Linked DNA regions of Mus musculus: region 2 is linked to region 1. Evidence: chromatin contacts called from public promoter capture Hi-C data. All regions are on one chromosome and are shown on one strand. The core of a region is the stretch at or near the end of the contact, and the rest is flanking DNA. Distances in the headings are between cores, read along the strand shown.

Evidence for each region. Promoter capture Hi-C pulls out the DNA fragments that hold promoters and counts their contacts.
Region 2: a promoter capture Hi-C map of the SN4741 cell line shows a contact between it and region 1, with 4 times the contacts expected there. A contact is called at or near these places in 3 of 39 promoter capture datasets (the SN4741 cell line, erythroid cells and liver) and 2 of 9 other capture datasets (adipose tissue and liver).

Annotation. Positions count from the first base shown.
Region 1 is chr19:6,012,919-6,019,015 of GRCm38.p6, forward strand. Capn1 (calpain 1) reads right to left here and starts at 2,329. Exons shown (of 22, transcript NM_007600.3): 1 at 2,188-2,329; 2 at 1,283-1,550; 3 at 1,078-1,147; 4 at 671-789. The coding sequence starts at 1,549. Gm10814 (predicted gene 10814) reads left to right here. Exons shown (of 5, transcript NR_045783.1): 2 at 1,311-1,438; 3 at 1,951-2,894; 4 at 3,399-3,565; 5 at 4,880-5,541.
Region 2 is chr19:5,557,580-5,563,170 of GRCm38.p6, forward strand. It overlaps Ovol1 (ovo like zinc finger 1), which reads right to left and starts at 2,996. Exons shown (of 4, transcript NM_019935.3): 1 at 2,622-2,996. The coding sequence starts at 2,721. It also overlaps a transcript of Ap5b1 not described here.

The DNA of each region.
Region 1 (6,097 bases), core at 1,079-3,578:
GAGTAGATTGGAGATTTGAGGAAAGGGGGTAGGGAAAAGGGTGACAGAGCTGTCTTGGTTGGGGCACTCAGCATAGAATAATAGCTGCCATTTCTTCTGGCGTGGGCAGAGTGAGGTAGTGGGACCAAATTAGGCAGAAGGAAGGAACACAGAGACCCCCTTCAGGCATGACTGGGATCATCATGGTAGAAAAGGCCTCAACCAAGACTTTTGGGGTGTGACTCTCAACACTAGCTCCTGGAGAATTCACTAATGTAACTTGAAACGTGGGCCCTGTCAGAAACATCAGGGAATGGTGTTTAAACGCCATGTCTGTCTTTTCCTCTACACTCTGTCAGGTTTGCCAAGTCTGGGAAACTGGGAAAAGGGTGAACTGACAGGTGAAGATGGGGAAACTGAGGCTGGGGCAAAAAGCCAAAGCACTTCTTCCACACTTTCTCTGCTAAGCACAACCTTACCTAGGAGAGCTGCAAGCTGAAAATACCTGCTTGACCATTCACACATGACTGACCAGAGGTGGCACAGAGAGGCCAAATACCTTCCAGAGGGAGGGCTGCCCTCGAAGGGCATGGCCCCGGCCATCTCAGCTTCACAGTGCTGTGGGCCATCCTTTCCCATCTCCCTAAAGTCAGCTATTCCTCTGGCCCAGGGAGGGTGCAGGGACCTTCACCTGGAAATGAAAGATGCCAGCGTAGCCATCCTGAAAGCTCTGGCCGTAGGGAACCACTCGGTGCAGAATAGTCTCGTTGAGGGTGAGGGAGGCAATGGCAGCCAGGAGCCAACAGTCCCCTGGAATAGGAAAGACCCTCATCAGGCTTGCTTTCCGGATCTGCCCAGGGGAGGGAGGTGCTGTGTATGTGGGATGCCGGGGGCCACCAGGGATTCCCTGGGTGGGGTACCCTTCATCTCCCCTCCGCTTACAGAAAAGACCCAGGAATCTGGGCGAACCAGCACCTATGCTGATAGTCAAAACCTGTCTGGACCTGCAGGAGGGAGGAGTTGGGGCAGTGCCCAATGGAACGGGAACGGAGAACTACAATGGGGCAAACGCCCAGAACCCCACCCCTGGGGGCCTACCCAGTGCTCCCTGGCAGATGTCTGTCCGGGTGGCTCCATCCACGATGAACTGGGGGTTTGACATCAGTTCCTACAAGACCCACGGTCATGTTCCTGGGCCAGTCCCTCCTAGAAACTGGTACCCAGACACCACGAATAATGGGGGGGCCCAGTCCCATTGCCCACCACCATCAGAACCAAGTTCCACCCAGAGTGGCCCTCTTACCGTAGGCCGCTTCCATTTGATGCCATAGGTTTTAGAGGAATGAGGACCCAGTTCCTTGAAGCCCAGGCTATGAGAAACCGGAGGGAAGGCCTCGTCTTGGAAGAGGACCCCACTCTGCAGGCATCTTGCCCGAAGCGTTTCATAATCCTGGCCCAGGTACTTGATGGCGTTTTCATGGCGGCCCAAGCCCAGCTCCTTGTCCCGCTTCTTCTGTACTTGGGCTGACACCCCGGTGCAGTACACAGGGGTGATTAACTCCTCTGTCATCCTGGGGAACACATGGGCCTGGTAGAGATGCAGGCCTTCCCAGGGATAAAACACAACTGCCTGCCGACATTCTCCTGGACTCATTCCTCCCCAAACATGGGTCACTGCTCCCTTTACAGTGCCTGGGACTCTCAGCCACCTTGTTGTTAGGCTCTCAGAATCTGGAAAGGGGTGTCCAGTTTCTAGGTATCCTGGTCACCACCTCTCTTTTCCCTATTCTTACCGCCCAGAGGTGACAGTTTGGTATCAGCCATCCAGGCAGGTAGGATAGGGTGGAGGCCAGCCACAGCAGCAGAGCAGAGGTACTCCAGGTACGATCCCTGACACCATTTGCCTGCCTGTAACTTCCCCTCCACAAAGCTGCCAAGCATCTAGTTCATTTGCCCCTTTCCTCGGCTTAGGAACTGAAAACTCCACGCACTGATGCCTTTCCACAAGCTGAACATCAGAGCACTGGACACTGGCCCAGCTACAGCGGACAGGTTGAGCTGAGCGCCTGGGTTGAGCTGCTTCCGGACCCTTAACCCTCAGGCAAACACACAGAAGACCTGAAGCAGGGGCTGATCAGCGACAGCCCCCTAACCCCAGAAGCAGTGGCCTGGGTCAAACAGTCGTAGTCTGGACACCCAACTTCTTACCTGGGGAAGGGGAGTTTGGGAGATTGCTGCGGTCCCTGGGGCTGGCTTCCTTGGTGGCAGCTCAGGGCAGGGCCCAACCAGGAAGAGCGCTCCTCCCTGCCCTCCTCCCTGCCCTCCTCCCCGCCCTCCTCCACCGCCCCTCGGCCCTGGTCCCTCCCTCCCTGGTCCTCCACCTACGCCCGAGGCTCTTACCCCGCTCCCTCTAGGCTCTCCCTTATCTCCCCCGCAACACTTTTTTACTATCTCTTACTTAGGGTGTCTTTCAGTCCCCTCCCCCCGCCCCCTTCCTCTGCAGACTCTAAGCCAGCTCTGCGAGAGGACAAATTGGTAAATGGCAGAGTTGTCTCCCGGGAGGAGCCGGTCGCCGGTCCGGGTGAGAAGGGTTGGACTGGGACAGAAGGGCACCGCCGGCCAGAGAGAGGGTAGGGCAAGGGGTATTTTTAACTAGGGCCGCAGCTCGAGTTGCAGAGCCGCCGGCCCCACCCTATGTCGCCCTCCGGGAAGGTACTGGGGACGATCCGGCTCAGTGACGCCGCCAACACAGTCCTCCACCCGCCTCCTGCGCCCCCGCGTGCCTCTGGGTTGCAGCTGTCTTCCAGCCCAGCCGGCGCTCGGCGAAGCAGGGATTACCTCTGGTGGCTGCAACTGCTTGCTGGAGCTGCCCCTGGCTGGATGAGAGCTGACTTCTGCCGGACGCTAGACAAACGGTAGCCCCACCCCGGCCGGTCCCTGCCGCAGACCCGCTGTAGGGCTGAGCCAGCTCCCCACCCCCTCACCTTAGGGCGCAGGCCTGCAGAGCTAGCACTCCGCCCTAGCGGTCTTTGCGCACACCCTGCATGGCCTTAGGTAAATCCGTGCCTCGATTTCCCCAACCGTGCAGAAAAAAAAGAGGGACAATGGCCTTAGCCAATCTTTGTGTAGCATTCTGGCCTTCTCTTTCAAGTAATTGGTCTGCGCACCTGGGATCAGCTCCCTTGTGGGGGTTACCTGACCCGGGAGAGGGCAGCAGAGGCCCGGAACACCAGGGCAGGCTCACACAGGACCTGCAGATCCCCCTGGGCGCACTACAAGAGTTTGGAGCATCAAGGATGCAGAGGGATTGGAGCGGTCCCAAGGCTCTTCACAGTTATAGAGGTCACAGCATGGCCGATCAAGCTACATAAGATGGACAAGCATTCATTGAATAGATGGTGCTTTTCTTGGGATTCTAGGCACCTCGACACTCCAAAAGTTAAGAGCTGACTGCGTCTAACTTTCGCACCTGGGCGTTATGCTCAGCTGGGCATGAGCTGATGAAGACGCCTCTGCCTTCATGGTTAATGGAGAGGAAGGGTTGGTCCACACACTTTCCCCGACTGAAGCCTCATCTAATGCAGGTGTCAGTAAAGGCAGGAACTTTGGCAAGGGTGGGGAGATGCGCGTGGCCGGGGGCGGGGGAGAGGTAGGGTGGTGCCTGAAGAAAGCCTAGGCAGGTAGAGGACATGAGGTGTAGCGGGTGTTGCTTACTCCGGGGAGAAAAGAGGGGAGAGTGGCAGGGTTAGGCAGATTCAGGGGTTCAGATTTTTGTTGTTTTATTTATGTGTGCACATGCATGCAAGTAAGCACAAGAGGGCAGAAGAGGGTTTCAGACCCTCACAAGCTGGAGTTACAGGCAATCAAAGAGCTGCCTGATGTGAAGGCTGCGAACTGAACCCAGCACCTCTAGAGGAGCAGCAAGCCCTCTAGAACTGCCAAGCTATTTCGCCAGCTCTTCCCTCCCTGACATAAGGTCTCACGTAGCCTAGGCCGACTTTGAACTGTATGTAGCTGAGACTGGCCTTCAGCTCCGGATCCTCCTGCCGCCACCTCTCAACTGCTGTGATTACAGAATTTACCACTAAGCCCTGCTAGTTTAGATGTCATTCTATTGGAGGTGGCTCAGAATTGTACAAGCAAAGGAGGTTAAATAAGGGTGGGCTGAAGGGGTCAAGAGACATGGGCAGCCCGATCAAAGAATGTTGTAGCAGGACAGTGGTGGCACAGGCCTTTAATGGCAGTACTCTGGAGGCAGAGACAGACTGATCTCTGTGAATTTGAAGCCAGCCTGGTCTACAGAGAGAGTTCCAGGACTGCAAAGGGGGCTACACAGAGAAACCCTGTCTTGAAAAACCAAAATAAATAAATAAATAAATAAATATTTAAAATCCAGGGACAGAAAAGGATGGCTCAAGTCAAAAAGGTGGCAGGTGTCCCTTTTGGAGGGACCTGAACATTGTTGCTGACCTATGGTGCAGTACTATAAGGAGGGGATGTTCTGTGTGTTGGGGTGCTGAGTAGGGGCAAGGACACCCCCAACAAAGAAATCCCTCTCTTCCTCTCCTGATCCCGCTTGACCTGGTGGCCCAGAGGCCCTTACTCTTTGGAAGCCATGTGGACCCTAAGTGCCACCACCTTGGTTCTGTCCCCATATTCATTGTCACACCAGGAAATGAACTTGACGAGATGATCATTGAGGGTAGTGCCAGCCTCAGCATGAAAGGTGGAATATGGAGTCTACTTTTAAGCTGCAGAAACAAACTGGTCCTCAGGCAATGCCCTCCAGACCGATTCACTTTTTTTTCTTTTCTTTTCTTTTTTTTTTGAAACAAGGGGCATGTATAAGTCACGTTAGTGTCCATGTTTCTGTTCTCTCTTTCTACCATGTGTGTTCCAGGAATCGAACTCGGGTTGCCGAGTTTGGCATCAAGCACTTTTACCCACTGAGCCTTCTTAAAGACCATCTTGAGAAAGTGGTGTCTTGAATGATTCTGAACCTTAGACTTTCTGGAAAAGATAGGAAGAAAAAAGACAAAATGAAGAGATAACTGGTTAGCAGAAGATGAGGAGTAAGGGCTGACTGGATGGATCACAGGATGTTTTCAAGGCCAGGAAGCTACAGTCGTGGTAGATACAGGGCATGTATTGTGTGCACTGTATCTGTAAACCCTCAGAGCAGCGACATTAAGGATGAACCTGATGGTGAACTGCGGGAATAACATTGTGTCTATATTGCTCCAACAATTGTAATAAGCAGAGCACAAAAATGGAAAATAGCAAGTCTCCTTAGTTTTTGAGATGCAGCCTTGCTTGTGTAGCATAAACTCATCTTGGATTCATGGTTCTGCAAGAGCAGCAAGATTGCGTGTGGTTCAAGTTCCCAGAACCCACGTGAGTACTTGTAGCTCCAGTTCCAGGGATTCTGGCGCCCTCTTCCGGCCTCTGTGAGCATTGCCCGAAATGGTGCACACATGTGCAAACAACCATAAATATCAAACAAATTTGTAAATAAATGGAGCTTGGAATGTAGCTCAGTGGAGTAAAGCGCTTGTCTAGCACACACAAAGCTCTCTGTCTTAGGGTTTTATTGCTATAAAGAGACACCATGACCAAGGCAACTTTTTTTTTTTAATTTTTAAAAGATTTATTTATTTTATGTATATGAATACACTGTAGCTGACTTCAGAAACACCAGAAGAACATATCAGAGCCCATCACAGATGGTTGTGAACCACCATGTGGTTGCTGGGAATTGAACTCAGGACCACTGGAAGAGCAGTCAGTGCTCTTAACAGCTGAGTCATCTCTCCAGCCGCCCGAGGCAACGCTTATAAAGACAAACCTTTAATTGGTGCTGGCTTACAGGTTCAGTGGTTCAGTCCGTTATAATCATGGTGGGAAGCATGGCAGCATATGGCTGATTTGGTGCTAGAGGAGCCCATAGTTCTACATCTTGATCTAAAGCCAGCCAGGAAGAGACTCTTCCACACTGAGCAGAGTTTGAGCACTAGATCTCAAAGCCCCGCCTACACTCTGAAAGCCCCGCCTACACCCTGACTCCATCAAGGCCACACCTCCTAATAGTACACCTTCCTGGGCCAAGCATATTCAAACT
Region 2 (5,591 bases), core at 1,746-4,245, 450 kb before region 1:
GCTGTCTGAATTCCAGATCCTCCCGCTTCCACCTTCCAAGTATGGGGATTACAGATGTGCACACCCTACCTAGCTTCCGAGCTTTGGGCATGTGTTGTGCTCCCAGAACAGGTCAGCGAGCCAGATTATTAGCCAGGGGGAGGCTTGGAAGGAGGGGGACCTGGAGCTTAGAAGAGGCACCTGGAATTCTCCTGGAGTTCCAGCTTTCAGGCTCAGTCTGTCCCTAGGTCCCTTCCTTTTCTGTGACTTCACTCATCAAGGACAAGCCTTAGAGGAATGGCTCCAAGGCAAGTCCTTGAACCTCCCATAGAGCAGGAATGGTATTCGACCCCCAGCTACAAGGGCCTGTTTCATTCTAAAAATAATAATAACCCACCATCCTTCCTGTCACCAGAGTAAACAACCAAGTAGAGAGTCCAGTACCAGAAGAGGTGGTGGGTGGTGGGGAGGAGCCAAGTGAGTCCCCGAACTGCGCTGGTGGAGAACGGAGTCATTGCCTTCCTTGCCTGCCTTCTGGTGCGGGCTACCAGCTCTCCCCAGAGCTGAAGGAATGGCCATGACTGTCCTGGGAGATGACTCTGGAAGCTTGTGGGAAGGATCGTGAAGGGATGGTGAGGGGTATCTCCCAGGTCAGGCCCAGCAGCCCAGCATCCTCAGTATGTAGTAAACTCTGGAGGGGAGGTCAGAACTCACAGACTCCCATACTCCCAGCCCTCCCACTGGGAACGGGGTCATTGCTTAGCTGGTCAAAGCATGCTGTGTGAGGTAGGGTAAACGTGCCCAGCCAGCTCCTGGGACCATGGTTGGCTGCTGGTGGAATGGCTCAGCCGGGAGACAGAACACACCCCCTGCACTCCGGCCGTCTGAGGCATCCAAGCATAGAACAGCTCCATTCCCCTTTTTATTTCCAAAACTGTGGGGAAAACTGTAGCTCCTGGGACCACCTGACACAGGAAGGAAAATTAAGCCCTGCCGCTCCTACCCACAAGTCTCTTTCAACTCAGCGATGAGGGGGTTCTTACAAGAGCTTATTTTCCGCCCTGGGCAGTCCTGAGAGAGGGAAGCACCTCCTTAGGACAGCAGTCGTAGGTGGCACTGACTATCCACCTAATGGGACAGGCCATGGGACCAGGTCTCTGGTCTTCATGTCCCTCGGATCTGTTCAGGGGGGCAGGGGGAATTTCTAGAACCCAAGGAAGTCTTAATAATTTGAACTAGCTGAAAGTCAGTGGACGGTCTGTTACTGACTGGGATGGGAAGTAAAACTAAAAACAACAGCACTCTGAGCCTGGCTTAACACAAGCTCACCTTTAGCACAGTCCAAGTTCAGGTTATCAGATCCCAAGGAGCACCTAAGCAGCACGCCAAACACGGGATGGGGAGGAGGCCGGAGCGAGGAACCAACGGGCTGTGTCCCTCAGCAGCCCTTCTGGAGGTGGCGCACCGGCCAGAACATACAGCCAGGCAGAAATCACAAAATCCCAAGCCCACACCTCAGGGCTTTTACCTCCTGCTCCTCCACATTGGAGATTCTAGGGCCTTCTGGCCCATTCCCTCCTTTAAGCAGCCTTCAGAGTAGCCATACAGCTCCTTAGTAAGGTTCACTTATAAAACATCCTACCAGCCATCGGATCCTGGACGGTCTGACACAAAACACCATTACGCCCAAGACAGCTTTCCAAGAGGGAAATTGAGGCAAGAACCCGCACAGGGCCCCTCACTCACCACCCTCATTTCCCCTGCTTTCTTAAAAGCCTGGGTGGAGCCAGGGAACCTGCAGATCAAGGGTCAAAGTCGGTTGGTTAATTACCGCCTCCCCCTCCCCCCTTGGAGGCGCAGGGCAGTAGGCTCCTGCCCCACCCCCCAAGATAGGGGAGGGGAGTTTTGTATTGGGAGAGAGGGGGCAGAAGTTTTCTAGGGTCTCAGAGGAAGATGCAGCTGGAAGAAGAGACAATTCTAGCAACTCAATTCTAAGTTGACGTGCAGGCTGTCAAGGCGTCCTCCCTAAATAAACTAGGTACACTGGCTTCCTGGAGTACCTTACGGCTCTAAGAACCATCTTTTGCTTAGTGTCCTCCACGAGCTGAACCGAGGTGGGACTGTCTCAAAGGCAAGCAAGGTACATTGGGTTTATTTCCCAGCAGCTCCTGGACCGTCAGGCAGGAGTCCAGGGAAATTCGGTGGTCCTGAATCTGGACCCTCATTTCAATACCACCAAAGTTATGGGGCCAAGTTTTCTCTTACAATGTAGCCCAAGTTTCAGCGGAAACTCCAGCTCTGCTCCTTTCCATTCCCTGGCCCTCCCCTCCAAAGTGGCATCGCTCCAGTGCTCCTCTCCTGCCTCATGAAAGCCCGGGTTTTCTGGATTTACGACACGAGAGCCGGAGGTCGCCTGAGCGGTGACACACCCCACTGCGTCCCCTGTAGCGCGGCGCGGGCAGGAGATCCCGGGCCTGAGAGCGGCAAAGCCTCGGTTTGGAGTCCCCTTCCCCCACCCACGCTCCTTCAGCGCCGGGGGTCGAATCGCGACGAGAATCTGCGTCCCCACGCTCGACTGACCGGCGCCGACCGCTGGTCCGTGCGCCCCGCCCTCCCGGCGCCGGGAGCCCGAGGCGCCTCACCTGGCACGTAGATCTCGCCGCGCTCTTCGTCCGGGAGCTCGCTCCAGTTCCTCTTGCACGTGGAGACGCATGGCTTCTTCACCAGGAACGCGCGAGGCATCTTCAGTTCCTCCTGGCCCGGCGCGGTTCGCTCTGGTAAGTCGAGTTCGTGTGGTCGTCCCACCTTTTCTTCCACCGGATCGGGGTTGAGGCGCGGGAATAGGGACAGTTCAAGGAAAGAGTCGCCGAGGCGTGTCCACGTTCTTAGGACAGAGTGTACCAGGGACCACGCGTGGCGTTTCCAACTACGCCGAAGGTCGCCGGTGTCCACAGAGAGGGTGCAGCCAGGTGCACCGGGATCGCAGAAGCGCTAAGCCAGCGTCCTTTAGCTCGACTGGCGTCCCCGCGGCTGCTCGCGAAGTCTTCAAGTGCGAGCTGGACGGACGGGTTCACGCTTTATTGGCTCGCGGCGGTGTGTGTTGGTGGCTCGGGCGGGGGTGGGGTAGGGGTGTTGATCTGATCTAATTAGCTTGGAGTGGCCGAGAGAGCGATGGCGCATGCGTTGGGAAATAACGGTGACAACCCACCTATTTGTTACCTGTCGAACCGGTTTCCATTCCGCTGCGGGTGAGGTGGCCTCGCGGCCCGGGCGGGGTGGCACGACGGGGGCAGGGTTAGGGGGCGTGCTCCGGTCCCCACACCCAGAAGCACCCGGCCCGCCCCGGACCTCCCCTGCCCAGCGTGCTCACGTTTGCAAACTAGAGTTTCGGAGGGAGCGGGCACGGAAAGGGAGGGGAGGGCAACGTTATTTGCACCGGCGCTCGCACGCTCTGTGGGCGATGACATAAAACTGGCCCAACAGGTCCGGGCCCAGCCTGGCGCGCCCGGGGCGCCGGGAGAGGCACAAAGCCGCGGAGCGGGAACCGGCGGTCCGGGCCCGAACCCAGCGGCCAGGGATCCCCAAGGCCAGGGTGAGCAATTCTTGGTTCAGCGGAGAGGTATTTGCTGGGCACCGGGTTCCTGCGGAAAGGCACGCGAGACGAGAGGTGCGCGTGGACCGGGAGGCTCGGATGCGCCTGTGAATCCAAAGCTGGAGCCTGCCTTCTGGTTTCGAGGGCGATTAAACTGCCCTGAGTCCAACCTAACCCAGGCCAGCACCTTGGCATATGGGCGGGTGTATTCGCCCAAACTCTCCTGGTCATAAACAGCCGGATTTCAGATTCTGAAAACCTGGAAGAGGCTCTGGGATAATGACTCCAGCTGAGTGAGATCTGACACAGTCCTCTTGCCTGTTGCAACCAGTGTCCTCCCTGGGTGGGAGATCAGCAAGCAGCTCCCCCTCCACCCTGCTGTACTCTTCAGCAGGCCTAGTTGGAGCTATGCCCCACCCCCATTGAACTGAGAGTGTTCCGTGGCCTTCGTGTGAGCCACACTATGACACTTTGGCCGTGCTGGGTTGCTTTTACTGGCTGACCTATTAAAGGCAGGGATGGAACCTGCAGTTAAAGGCTGCTAACATTTTTAGACTCCAGACTTCAGTACACCTGTCTCACATAGTGTTAAATGTTTGCCGGAACAGACTGTGAGGAAATTAGTCTGATAAATTAATTCACACAGTTCAAAAGTCAGGAGTCACAGGTGGATACGGTTCATGCTTGTGATCCCAGCTTGTGGGAAGCTGAGGTAGGGAAACTGAGTTAGAAACCAATCTATGTTTCATAGTGAAATCCTGTCTCAAGCAAAACAAAAGAACTAAAAGAAAGGCTGTCCATGTGAGTCACAAGGTACTTGCCAGTAAGTGGGGAGACCTGTGTCCAGCTCCCAGGACCCACAGAGTGGAGGGAGAAAGCTGATCCCTCAGGTGCTCTCTGACCCATGGCACAGTATGGAACTGGTGCGTGCTGGCACACACACACACACACACACACACACGCACAGTAGTTGAGAGGGAAGTCCTTAATATGGTCTCTGAGGCAGTCACTTGCAGAGGACATTTCAAACGTGGGAGGACTTGTAGAGACCCCATATATTTCCCCATATTTTTGTGAACTCCCTGGGGTGGATGAGGAGAAAGTACAGCTTGGGGCAGCCCTGCAGAGACACTAGCCCCCTCCTCACTGAGCAGGAAGTAGACTGAGTTTGATCAAGGGCCTTAAGTCTGTTCCTGGAGGATCCTATCACCCCCCCACCCACCTCCCGGGTTTCCTGGGAAGGTGACAGGACTCTTCTGAGCCATTAAGATTTGCCACTTCCCCTTGCTGTCCCCAGAGAGCCGTCTGTCATAGCCCACACTTCTGTACCCCCTTTCACTCTGATTTGGACCTTGCTCGGTAACTAACATTAGTTGAGCACCTACTGTATGCTTATCTTTAGCAATAAATCCGGGGACATCAGCACTGATTGGGACGCAGCTGAACTTGGCTTTTTTTTTTTTTTTTTTTTTTTAGACAGGCTTTCCTCTGAGTAGCCCTGGCTGCCCTGAAATTAGCTCTGTAGACCAGGCTGGCCTTGAACTCACAGAGATCTACCTGCCTCAGCCTCCCAAGTGCAGAGATTAAAGGCAGCCTGGTGGGTTTACATAGTACTTCTTGAGCTTCTTCATGTGCCGCCTCATGGCAGGAGAGTGCCCAGAGTCTACTGTGAAGCCTTCACCGGCATCCGTGAACACAAAGCCAGCCTTTTTTTTTTTTTTTTTTTTAATCAGAGAGCAAGTTGAATGTCCAGAAAGTCAGGTGGGAACTGAAATGGGCGACGCCAGCCCAGTCAGTCCAGTGACTCTACAGGTCCAGAGAGTCATAGTGAGCTGAGCAAGGTCCAGGAGCGAGGGCGCTCGGCCTGGGCTGGCTGGCTGGCTGTTGCTGCGGCTCCAGTGAGATCCATGTTCATGGGATGAATCGTCATTACATTGTTATTTATTTTGTATGTGTGAGCATTTTGCCTGCATACATGTCTGTGTATCACATGTGTTCCTGGTCCTTGAGGAGACCAGAA